Linked DNA regions of Mus musculus: all the other regions are linked to region 3. Evidence: chromatin contacts called from public promoter capture Hi-C data. All regions are on one chromosome and are shown on one strand. Each heading gives the region's core, a stretch centred on a gene start, on an enhancer-like site or on the middle of the called end of the contact. The rest is flanking DNA. Distances are from core to core; before and after follow the strand shown.

The links. Promoter capture Hi-C pulls out the DNA fragments that hold promoters and counts their contacts.
Region 1: a promoter capture Hi-C map of hippocampal neurons shows a contact between it and region 3, with 3 times the contacts expected there. The contact joins the promoter of Plcxd3 here to the promoter of Selenop in region 3. A contact is called at or near these places in 2 of 39 promoter capture datasets (cranial neural crest and hippocampal neurons).
Region 2: a contact with region 3 is called in a promoter capture Hi-C map of pre-B cells, with 6 times the contacts expected there. The contact joins the enhancer-like site here to the promoter of Selenop in region 3. A contact is called at or near these places in 3 of 39 promoter capture datasets (embryonic stem cells, hippocampal neurons and pre-B cells) and 1 of 115 datasets of contacts at active chromatin or transcription factors (large pre-B cells).

Annotation. Positions count from the first base shown.
Region 1 is chr15:4,373,869-4,377,107 of GRCm38.p6, forward strand. It overlaps Plcxd3 (phosphatidylinositol-specific phospholipase C, X domain containing 3), which reads left to right and starts at 1,623. Exons shown (of 3, transcript NM_177355.3): 1 at 1,623-1,947. The coding sequence starts at 1,845.
Region 2 is chr15:4,814,851-4,818,224 of GRCm38.p6, forward strand. No RefSeq gene overlaps it. Among named protein-coding and RNA genes, the nearest start is that of Mroh2b, 82 kb to the right of the region's middle. Within about 2 kb of position 2,086, at least 89 of the 459 cell types and tissues checked have an H3K27ac peak or open chromatin away from gene starts, as enhancers often do.
Region 3 is chr15:3,269,311-3,272,358 of GRCm38.p6, forward strand. It overlaps Selenop (selenoprotein P), which reads left to right and starts at 1,667. Exons shown (of 5, transcript NM_009155.4): 1 at 1,667-1,742.

The DNA.
Region 1 (3,239 bases), core at 373-2,872, 1.1 Mb after region 3:
TCAGCAAGCACACCTGAAAGTGTCACCACAAGTCTCTCAGTAGTCATGACTGTGTAATGGAAAACACAGGACTAACAGGCACTGGAGGACTTTGCTCACACACAGTGTGGCTAACTCTCCAGTGTGATTCTGAGTTGCTGCCTCAATGTGTTACCCTTAAAACACTGGCATTAGTCAGAAGAGCGGGGCTTATAAATCTCTTTGCCAACAAGCAGAGATGATTCGCATTCTAGCTAAAAGCATACAAGGATGTGCTGTGCTACCGAGAATGTAAAGAGTTCTCTGAGCAGAAGTTTCAGTACATCTCATCCTCATTCCTAAAGATAGACCAACCATGTCTTCAAGACACGATGGACTGTTTCCATGGGGAGAGTAAGAAAATTTGATCAAAAGAGTTAGACATCCTCTCTCCTCCCTCTACCTTCCCCCAAAGTAATTTCGAATAGATAGGGAATTTTCTTTGGTCACAGCATCCTTGCACAAAATAAAAAGGCTCTGGGGCTTTTAAAATGTTAAATGGGTTTACTGAACTGAAATGATTACTCTCATGTTGCTCAGTGCTGTCTCTCCAACCTTGATTCTAATTTCTTCAGCCTAATAGGATTTCCTCTGGGAATAGAATTTACACGTCCCTCCATAGGAAAGCCAGCTCCTTTTGCCCATCCTTAGTCTCTGAGTGGTAATGGCCTAGCACATGGTCACTCTGACTCATACAGTCCTGTTCAGGCCAATGCTGGTCTTGCCACATTTGTAAGGTTAGATTCTTTCTCTTTCTCACTGCGGAACAGGTGGACCCAGACATTTCTCTGGAGCCACATGAGCGATTTCTCTCTGGAGAGACACATCTCTTTAGTCTGCCAAGGAATGAAGATCCAAACAATCACATAGATCACTTCAAGTGGTGCCAAATACATTCCACCAAATGCTACTGGCAGTAATTACAGCATGTCATTGGGAGACGTGGTTCCTTCCAGTCCCAGACTTTCATCTTTTCCTGAGTGCCGTGAAACCCAGAAAGGAACTGCATCAATGAAGGTCTTCACAACCTGTGGCAGTGCCCCTTGACCCGTGAAATGCCTGGGACCAGGGATTAATATAGAAGAGAATATACTGTCCTTCCTGCTCACCACGTGTATCAATCAGCTCCTTAAAACATCAGGCAAAGTGATAAATAAAGACCTCCATTTTGTATAAATAAGTCGGAGGACTCTTTGCTGAGAAAGGGCACACTCTTTTGTGGCTTAGGGAAAGGAACACTCTTTGGGAAGAATGGAAAGTGTTGAGAGCCAAAGATGAATTTGCTCTTCAGGAGGTAACAACATGCCAAAGTCTACCAGGATTTTTAGATTCGACCGCAAGACTGCCTTTCATGCAAACTGGACTAGGAACTCTCACCAAGGGACAGAGAAAGACGAGGGACAAAGCAGCTCGGAAAACGAAGTTTTTAAATTTTATTTTTGTATGTTTGTTTGTTTGTTTGTTTTAAGGATGAAGGACTAATAACAAGAAGAGGTGGGAAGCTGCAAAATGGCAAAGAAAGGCAGAGCCACCTAGGAGGGGTGAGACGGGAGGAGGGAGTCTGGAGGGAGGGGAAAGAGCAGAGAGCAGAGCACGGACGTCAGGAACAAAAGCCCCGGCAGTGGAGTCTGGCAAGGCAAGGAGGGAGCATGGGGTGTTTTTGAATAATTATTAAAATGAGCATGTGTCTGCGCCATCCTGTGGGTGTGGCGCAGAGCGGAGTGTAAACTCTAGCGGGGCCGAAGCAAACATTGGCTTAACGGCAGCAGCTGCCAGCCTGTGCCTAGGAGTGTGGCGACTAGCGCGGCGGCAAGCAGACCGGCACCATGGCCTCATCTCAGGGGAAAAACGAGCTGAAATTCGCCGACTGGATGGCAACTCTGCCTGAGAGCATCCACAGCATCCCCCTCACCAATTTAGCCATCCCAGGTAGGTGCCCACTGCCCCTGCCTCGCCCTGCTTCATTTTACACCCAGTGCTAACTTCGCCTGTGTCTGCGGGAAGGATGCTCATCCAGGGGGTGGGTCCCCGGGTTTTCCAAATCTTGGAAGACCCTGGCACGGGGTGTCAAGGTGACTGCTTCCCCTGGGCTTCAGAAGCAGACTGTGTCCGGAGGGCTGGGGCAGAGGAGAAGGTGGTTCCAGGATCGCTCCCTGAGACCTTTTTCTACGGTTTTCCTTGAAGATTCTGGCGGGGGCTGGGGAGTAGGCAGGTCAGGTTCCTTAGTCTGTGGCTCCGTGGTGCGCTCGCTATGGGAGGGAGCTGGCTATCTTAAGAGTTCGGCTCCAGAACGTCACTGAGACCATCGCTGGCATGGACTTGGGAGAATTTGATAGCTTTGCTGTTAGAATCTACTGGAATCATTAATATTCGTCCCCAGTCTCCTTTAAAGAGACAAAGCGCTTTCTGAAGAGTGATGAAAGTTCGGGATCTGTGGTGGCAGCAGGATCACTGTCCTTGACAAAGAGCTGAATGGGGCAAGAAGCTGAAAGCAAGCCTTTCCTCATTGGCTTGGATGGGGAGCGAGTCAGTCTGGTCAAAGAGCTGCTTAAGGCAGAGCTCCTTGGGTCGAGAAAGCAGACCCTTGCACATTTGCGGCTCTAGACAGAAGCCAGGCAGTGAGACCGTGTGAGGCACAGTTTAGAGATGGGAATGATGAACAGATGGCCCTGGAAAAGGTGACCTAGCAGGTAGTCCGGAGGAAAGCAAGCAGGGTTTAGAAGGGTAGCATCAAGATGTGTTTGTATGGTGTGCATGGCTTGGACCAGAGCACTGGCCAGGTTTCCAGGTCAGAGCACACAGTAGTCCCTAACTCAGGTATCTAAGAGAGAAGATTGTTTCTGGGCAGTTTGTGAGTGCAGCAGCTGGAGAAATGCTTACATTTCTCTAGCAATTTGGCTGAAAGTGTGCACACCCATTCTTACCAGACTAGGCTGGAGGGCAAATTACTCGTAGATAATCAACCCCTGCCCGGAGTGTAGCTGAGTTTTTTAAGTTCAACCTTCTGGTCTACTTCCTCTGATCTGCTCTATCTACGCCTGCCCCTGCCCACCAACCCCTTCACCCCACCCCAGGGGAGAAAACATGATGGAGTTTAGAGGAAAAGAGTCGAAGTGAGACTTAAGAAATACGAAGACAAGGAAGAAATAAAACAGTTTTCTGGGGGAAAAAAACCCCAGGGTCCAATCAACAAGCATTGGAACTAACCAGTAACAACTCAG
Region 2 (3,374 bases), core at 836-3,335, 1.5 Mb after region 3:
GTGTGCAAACATAAAGGTGGAAATACTGAACCCTGGGAGGTGCCCAGATTAGCGTGCCTAGTGATAAGTGAATTTACTATTCAAAAACAATGCACAAGAAGTGAGGAAACTGGATGGGAATGCAGTATAATGATACATATGTTCAGGGATGTCATAATAAAAAACTATTACTTTGTATAATCTAAAAAAATTTGTAAGTCATTATACGTAGAGTAAACTGGCATAGTCATAAATTGCTGGGCAAAATTCTCTTGTGTCGTTCGTTGTCATACTGTTACTCTTCCACCCCCTCTGCCGTTTGATCATCCCCTATCTAATGCCAGCATCTGTTGTCCTGTGTCACATTTCTGAGTCAAAATGCCTTTATCAATTGAGCAAACTGTCTCACATTGCACAAAGTACATAGAGACATCAGAGGACCTTTGAAGCCAGTGAGAAACACTATTGTCACAATTAAAAGTAATAAAAATCCATAGCATTTTTTCAACAGAACAGACAGAAAGCCAGAGAGTCCATAATAAACGTCACAAATACCCAACTTTCGTGTATTCATTTCACAAACCACTTCTCAGTTTGCACAGTGTAGCAGGGACTGATCCGGGTCCTAGGAGGTACTGCTGGCAACCACCGCATTCTTTTAAGAATGCCTAGTTTTGAGATGAATCACACACAACACAGCTGACCCTGATCTTATAGTTGATGTCAAAACCTTAGGGTCTTCCTTCTCCTTCCTCACCCTACACAGGGATGTGTAGACGCTGCTTCTGTAAGTCTCCAATGCAGGGGAGTGGGGGGTGGACACCCACTTCAGGCCACGAGCCACAGCCACCTGGTAGAAATCTTCCTGCATTTTGCATATTAAATGCAGCCCTTCCTCCTCTCGTTAATCCTAAATCCTTGACAACATCATAAAGATCTTGTAATACAAAATGAGAAAAAAATGAGCAGGAAAGGCCCTGAGAAAACATATTTTCCTAGTGTAATTAGAGTTGAGTTGGCATCTCCTCTAGGATTCACTGGTCCATCATCCTCCCACGCAAGCCACCCATGGACTTCTGGCACTGAGAGTAGAGAAAGCTTGTATGCCTCCTACCCTCAGGCTTCCTGAGACAATTCAAGAATAAGATCTGTTAAATAGGACCACATCCCAAAGTAAGAGTCAAGAAGCTTTCTCCAAAGCTGACTTGGCTGCTCTCCCCTACAAAACAGATCTCAGAGAGGAAAGGAACCCCATGGGGGAGGGGAGATGGTCCCCCAGGAATCTACATACAACATTCATAGTGGTCATTTAATCCCTTCCTCTGAAAGAAAGGTGAAATTTCAAGACCTGTAAGTCATATAAAGTACTCAGAAATTGCTGGTTGTTTGTGAGCCTAGAGGCTGCCTGGGGCTGAGAAAAAAAGAAAAACAAACCGGGGCATGCCCCATAGTTAAAACATTCCTGGGAACAGCTTGACCATAGAGATAAAGAGGAATGTGAAGACATAACAGGGCTATCTGAACTGAGTCAATAGCTCACAAAACTCTGACATCCTGCACGTACATGTAATTTTTCTGCTGATGTTTGAATAAGCCAATAGTGTGTCACTATGCTGAATTCCACACCCCTAAACCCCTTACCCCATAAAAACCCCTAGCTTTCGAGCCTCGGGGTGGAATCCACTGTCTCCTGCATGAGATATGTTTCCACCTGGAGCTCTGCCATTAAACTGCCTCCTGTGTTTACAGCAAGAAAGGATTCTCGTGTTTCTTTTTGTGCTCTCTCTCTCCCGAGACTAGAGTGGGGGTCCCCAAAAGGGGGTCTTACACCTCTCTTCTGGGTGAAAAAAAAGGAAGATACTAAAAAAAATCTCTTCCCCACCTCCAAGCCACTACCAAAGCCACCAAAGGAGTCATTTGTGAGGCAGGGGCCACCTACAGTTAAGAGTAAGCAGGTACTGCAAGAAACCACTGAACACAGCCATTCTCTGTGGAGAGAAAGATCAGTTTTCATAAAAAGAAAGTGACTGGCTGCCTTGGACAGTAGAGAACAGAAGCCAGCTGCAATCACTTGTGGTGTTACACCGGGACCTGTGGTGAGGAGCAGCTGCTCAGAGAGTGGAAGTGCTACAGCTGTGGTCAGAAGTGTTTCAAAGTTAGCTGGAAGCTGTGGTCAGGAGCATTCAGCTAAACCAGCAAAGGCTTCTGAAAAAGACTTTCTGTTTCTGTTTCCTTGGAAAAACCGCGCTCCATTGGGGTCGACTTAGAGTCATCCTCATCAACACTGCTGCTTTGGAGGCCACTTCTCTACGACCTAAGAGTAAGGGCCTGGCATGTGCTGTGGAATGTCAGCTCTGCTGTTGGTGGTGGGGTTTCTAAGAGGGTCCTGAAAATACTGATCCATGTCAACGCATTTCCCCCTTCCTTCCGCGAGCTCAGAGCACTTCCTGTTTAGTATTGAAAGCAAGATGCTTTCAAGAATGGCTGGGCATGAGGAATCCTTCCTCTTCTGGCTTCCAGTAATTGCCAGCAGTCCTTGATATTCTTTGGTTTGGGGATGCATGGTTTCTATCATAACCCTGACCAACTCTTCTTTTTGCAAATGCCTAGATCCAACTCACCCTCTTCTGGGACTCCTTCGGGCACCTATATTCACGTGTACAAACTTGCACAGAGACACACATGTATACGGATCATTAAAAATAAGGACAAACCTTTTAAAAGTATTTCCTATTTGTTGTCCGTAGTATAATCAAAGATCGGGCCAGCAATAATTATTATTTTGATTAAAAATGACTCACACGTACTTTAAAGTATTTCTCTTTTCCTTGTAACTTTTTCCTTTCAGTGAGGACAAGTTGATCCTTTAGCTCTTTGGTTACTTTGTCTCCAAGAACTTTTTAGTGCTCTAACCCATTAAAGTCTGCATTAAGCTAATTTGCATACCATTTATCAGTTGAATTCTTCACACTCTGATATTAATATTAATATGGCAATTTAGTACAATAGGTGTTAAGAGCTACTAATAAAATTATCACCAGGAAGCAGAGAGCAGCAGCCGAGCATATTAAATACCTGGAATTTAGATTGGGAGTCTCCGGCTCTGTCCTAAAAGATTAAATAAATTCTAGGTCAAAGGTAAGAAGTTTCTCCTCTGAGGCTAATGAAGATGAGTGCTAAGCATCTGTGTGTGTTGCCTGGGTGGCTGAAAATTAGATCGGTTCTTTTTAAATATAGATTTTGAGTCTGTTGACTGTAATATGCTGACAAAATAAGTGACCTCCCCGACTGTTAAATTTTGTTAGGATCAGAGTCACTGAAGGCACATGATCTCAAATTTCAAGTACTCTAGTGGCATGGTGTTTCAGCCTGACAAAGGGTTGCTTTTTCAATCT
Region 3 (3,048 bases), core at 417-2,916:
CTATCAACTCCCTCATCCAAGATGTAGAGAGCACCACAGAAAGGTAGAAAGTTTGAAATAGCCAGAGGTTAGGGAGGACCACCCAAGATGCAGGGAGCATCACAGAAGGGGTGAAAAGTTCATAATAGCCAAAAGTTGGGGAGGACTGCCCAAGATGCAGGGAGCACCACAGGAGAAGGGGTGGAAAGTTTGTAAGAGCTAGAGGTTGGGGAGGACCGCTGCAAAGCAGTGATTTTTGGATACCATAGGACGATTGTGCTCCTGCACCCACCCACACAGCTGTTGTTAATCAAGTCTGTTTACATTTCCTCATGTGTTGGGGAGTACTCAGGAGGCTCCCACCAGGGCTGAAAAGCTACTAGCAGTTGATGGCCACTGGGAGAGAGTCATTTTTCTTCAAGGGTATGGCTTGTGTTAGGTTGCTCATGCTCTAATGGACAGCCCCGTGCCTGTACAGGTATCAACAGCCTTAACTGCACTCGGTAACAAAGCCAACCAACTAATCAAAACCAAACCAAACAACCCCATATGAAGCTGGGAGGAAAATGTGTTGGGGAGGGGTCTGGGAAGAGTTGGAGTGGGCAGTAGGGGGTCCCAGTTAGATCAAAATATATTGTATACATGCATACAGTTCTTAAGAGAAATAAAAAAAGCATAAAACATAACCCTGAAGCAACAGCTAAAAGAGACTCTGTTGGGATTTATAAGTAGCACTACAGCTGTGAGAAAACTGTGGGTTCAGCCCTGGAAGTAGCTCAGAGGGTAAAGGCTGTTGCCGGGCAAGACCCGAATTTGATTCCTGGAACCCAGTTAAAGGGGAAGCCAATTAAAGGAGAAAGGAGAGCAGGCAACTCTACAAAAGTGTCTTCTGACCTCCATGTTTGCCCTGAGGCAACCATGTGCTGCCCCTCCCCCTTCCTTAGTGTGTGTTTGTGTGTGTGTGTGTGTGTGTGAGAGAGAGAGAGAGAGAGAGAGAGAGACAGAGACAGAGACAGAGACAGAGACAGAGACACCGAGAGACAAAGATACACAAAAAGAATGAGCACTACTATATACATTTTAAATGAGGCCTGGTTTCTTTCAGATTGAAGACGATTTTCTTAGTTCATTATATTAAAGGAAACCCGCAAGAACAGAGCTCCCACGGGATTGCATACCAATTGAAATTCTGCTGAGCACAGCCAAACAAAGATAGGTCTATAGTAGCAGGAGACCAAAATAATGTGACAGCAGGTGACTTTTCTAAAGAAGCTTTCAGTGTGGGTTTAGTATAGAACTTCCTCTTCATAAAGGAAAAGGAAAACAAACATGTTTTCCCTTCTTTTAAAACAGCTGTGTAACTTGCTGGCTAGGCAAATGTTTTTCCCTATTGTAGTTTCGAAAGGAAAGGCACTTGGAGGACCTCTCTCCCCTTAGCCCTTCCTTCCACCCTGGACTGTACCATTCTTAGATTATAGGGTGATCAAAAGCAGAAAATAAGTTAGAAACTCGTCAAAAGTCGTCCGTCTTCCCTCAGTAAGTACTGCCTCAGCTGTTTAAACTTTCTTCTCATTGTGATCGGAAACTGTTCAGGGGCTTGCTGCATTTGCAAGGTCGCAGCGGGAGGGAGCACCGAACTTTGGACTGCACCTCAGAGGGCGAGGTAAACAACAGGGCTATAAAAGTCAGTGTCAGCCTGTGGCTTTGGGGAGCTGCTCTAACTAGAGCAAAGAGACAGGACGAAGCTAGTCCGAAGGGGTTGCGTAAGTAGGACTTGATTCTTTTACAGTTTGGGAAATATTTTTTCTTAGGTAAAATACGTTTCTCCCCCGCTTTAAAATAGACTTAGTAAAAAGATGACTAAAAGACATTAAAAGCATTTTTTTTGTTTAATGAACAAGAAGTGTCGGGGAAGAACAGTTAACTTTTTTTTTTAATTTTATATTTTTATTGTTGTTGATTTTTGTCCTTTACTGTGGGCAATGTAAAATGCAGCTGTTTCTCTCTGCAGGGAACTGTGGTGTCATATGGGCAATATTATCTCACTAAATTCCAGGGTTTCCCACGAAGGGTTAGAGTGAGGACAAACAAGAGGGAAAGCTAGTGGATTTCAAGAGCAGAGATGGGACAGACGCCTGTCGCACCGCACTGTACTGTAGAGGTGTCCAGGGAATTCGGAAGCAATTTCAGAACTGGGAGGGAGCAGACTGAGCAGGCTCCATCCCCAGGGCAGGGCTCCATCCTTGCTTTAAGGCAGTCCAGGTGGTGTCCTTCGGTGGGGGAGCTTTTGAATTTAAGTAGAGGGTGGAAGCCTGAAGGTGGATGAGGGGCTTTTTTTTTTTTTTTTTTTTTTTTTGACAGGGTTTCTCTGTGTAGCCCTGGCTGTCCTGGAACTCACTCTGTAGACCAGGCTGGCCTCGAACTCAGAAATCCTCCTGTCTCTGCCTCCCAAGTGCTGGGATTATAGGCATGTGCCACCACAGCCCAGCGGATGAGGGGCTTTAAAATGCTGGTCTGTTTTTGTTGTGGTCTTTGTTGTTCAAGGGGAGAGGATGTGTGGCAAAGAGTATGCTTGCTTTCCTTTTAATGGAGTACAATCAATTGTAGTTTTGAGCATGAACAGGTATCTAGGCTTGCAACTGAAGACTGTAATCGCTATAACCACTGTCCAGTTATTACTGGATCTAATTTTGTTATTTGCCTTCATTCTTTTTATATAGCTCTTCGACAGTTACAGTTAAAATGCAAAGCTTATTCCATAAAAGCAACCTTAAGCAAAGTCAAGCAGCCTATTGATTAATGATGGGAAACTCTGCAAGTGGAAACTCATCTTCTCCAGCTTTTCCTTTGTCCCTCGATCATTCTTTTCATTAGAAACGTGGGTGAAATAGTCTTCTCATTTATGTCTGCCATTTAGCCATTTGAAAATATTTGCCTTATGGCAGAGTATCAAGGGCCGTGTCTTCATGCTGCAGTTCTATAAAGACTGAATTTAGTTTAGTGTTTTGAGGTGTGTGTGTGTGTGTGTGTGTGTGTGTGTGTGTGTGTTAGCGATTGATCCCAGAGCCT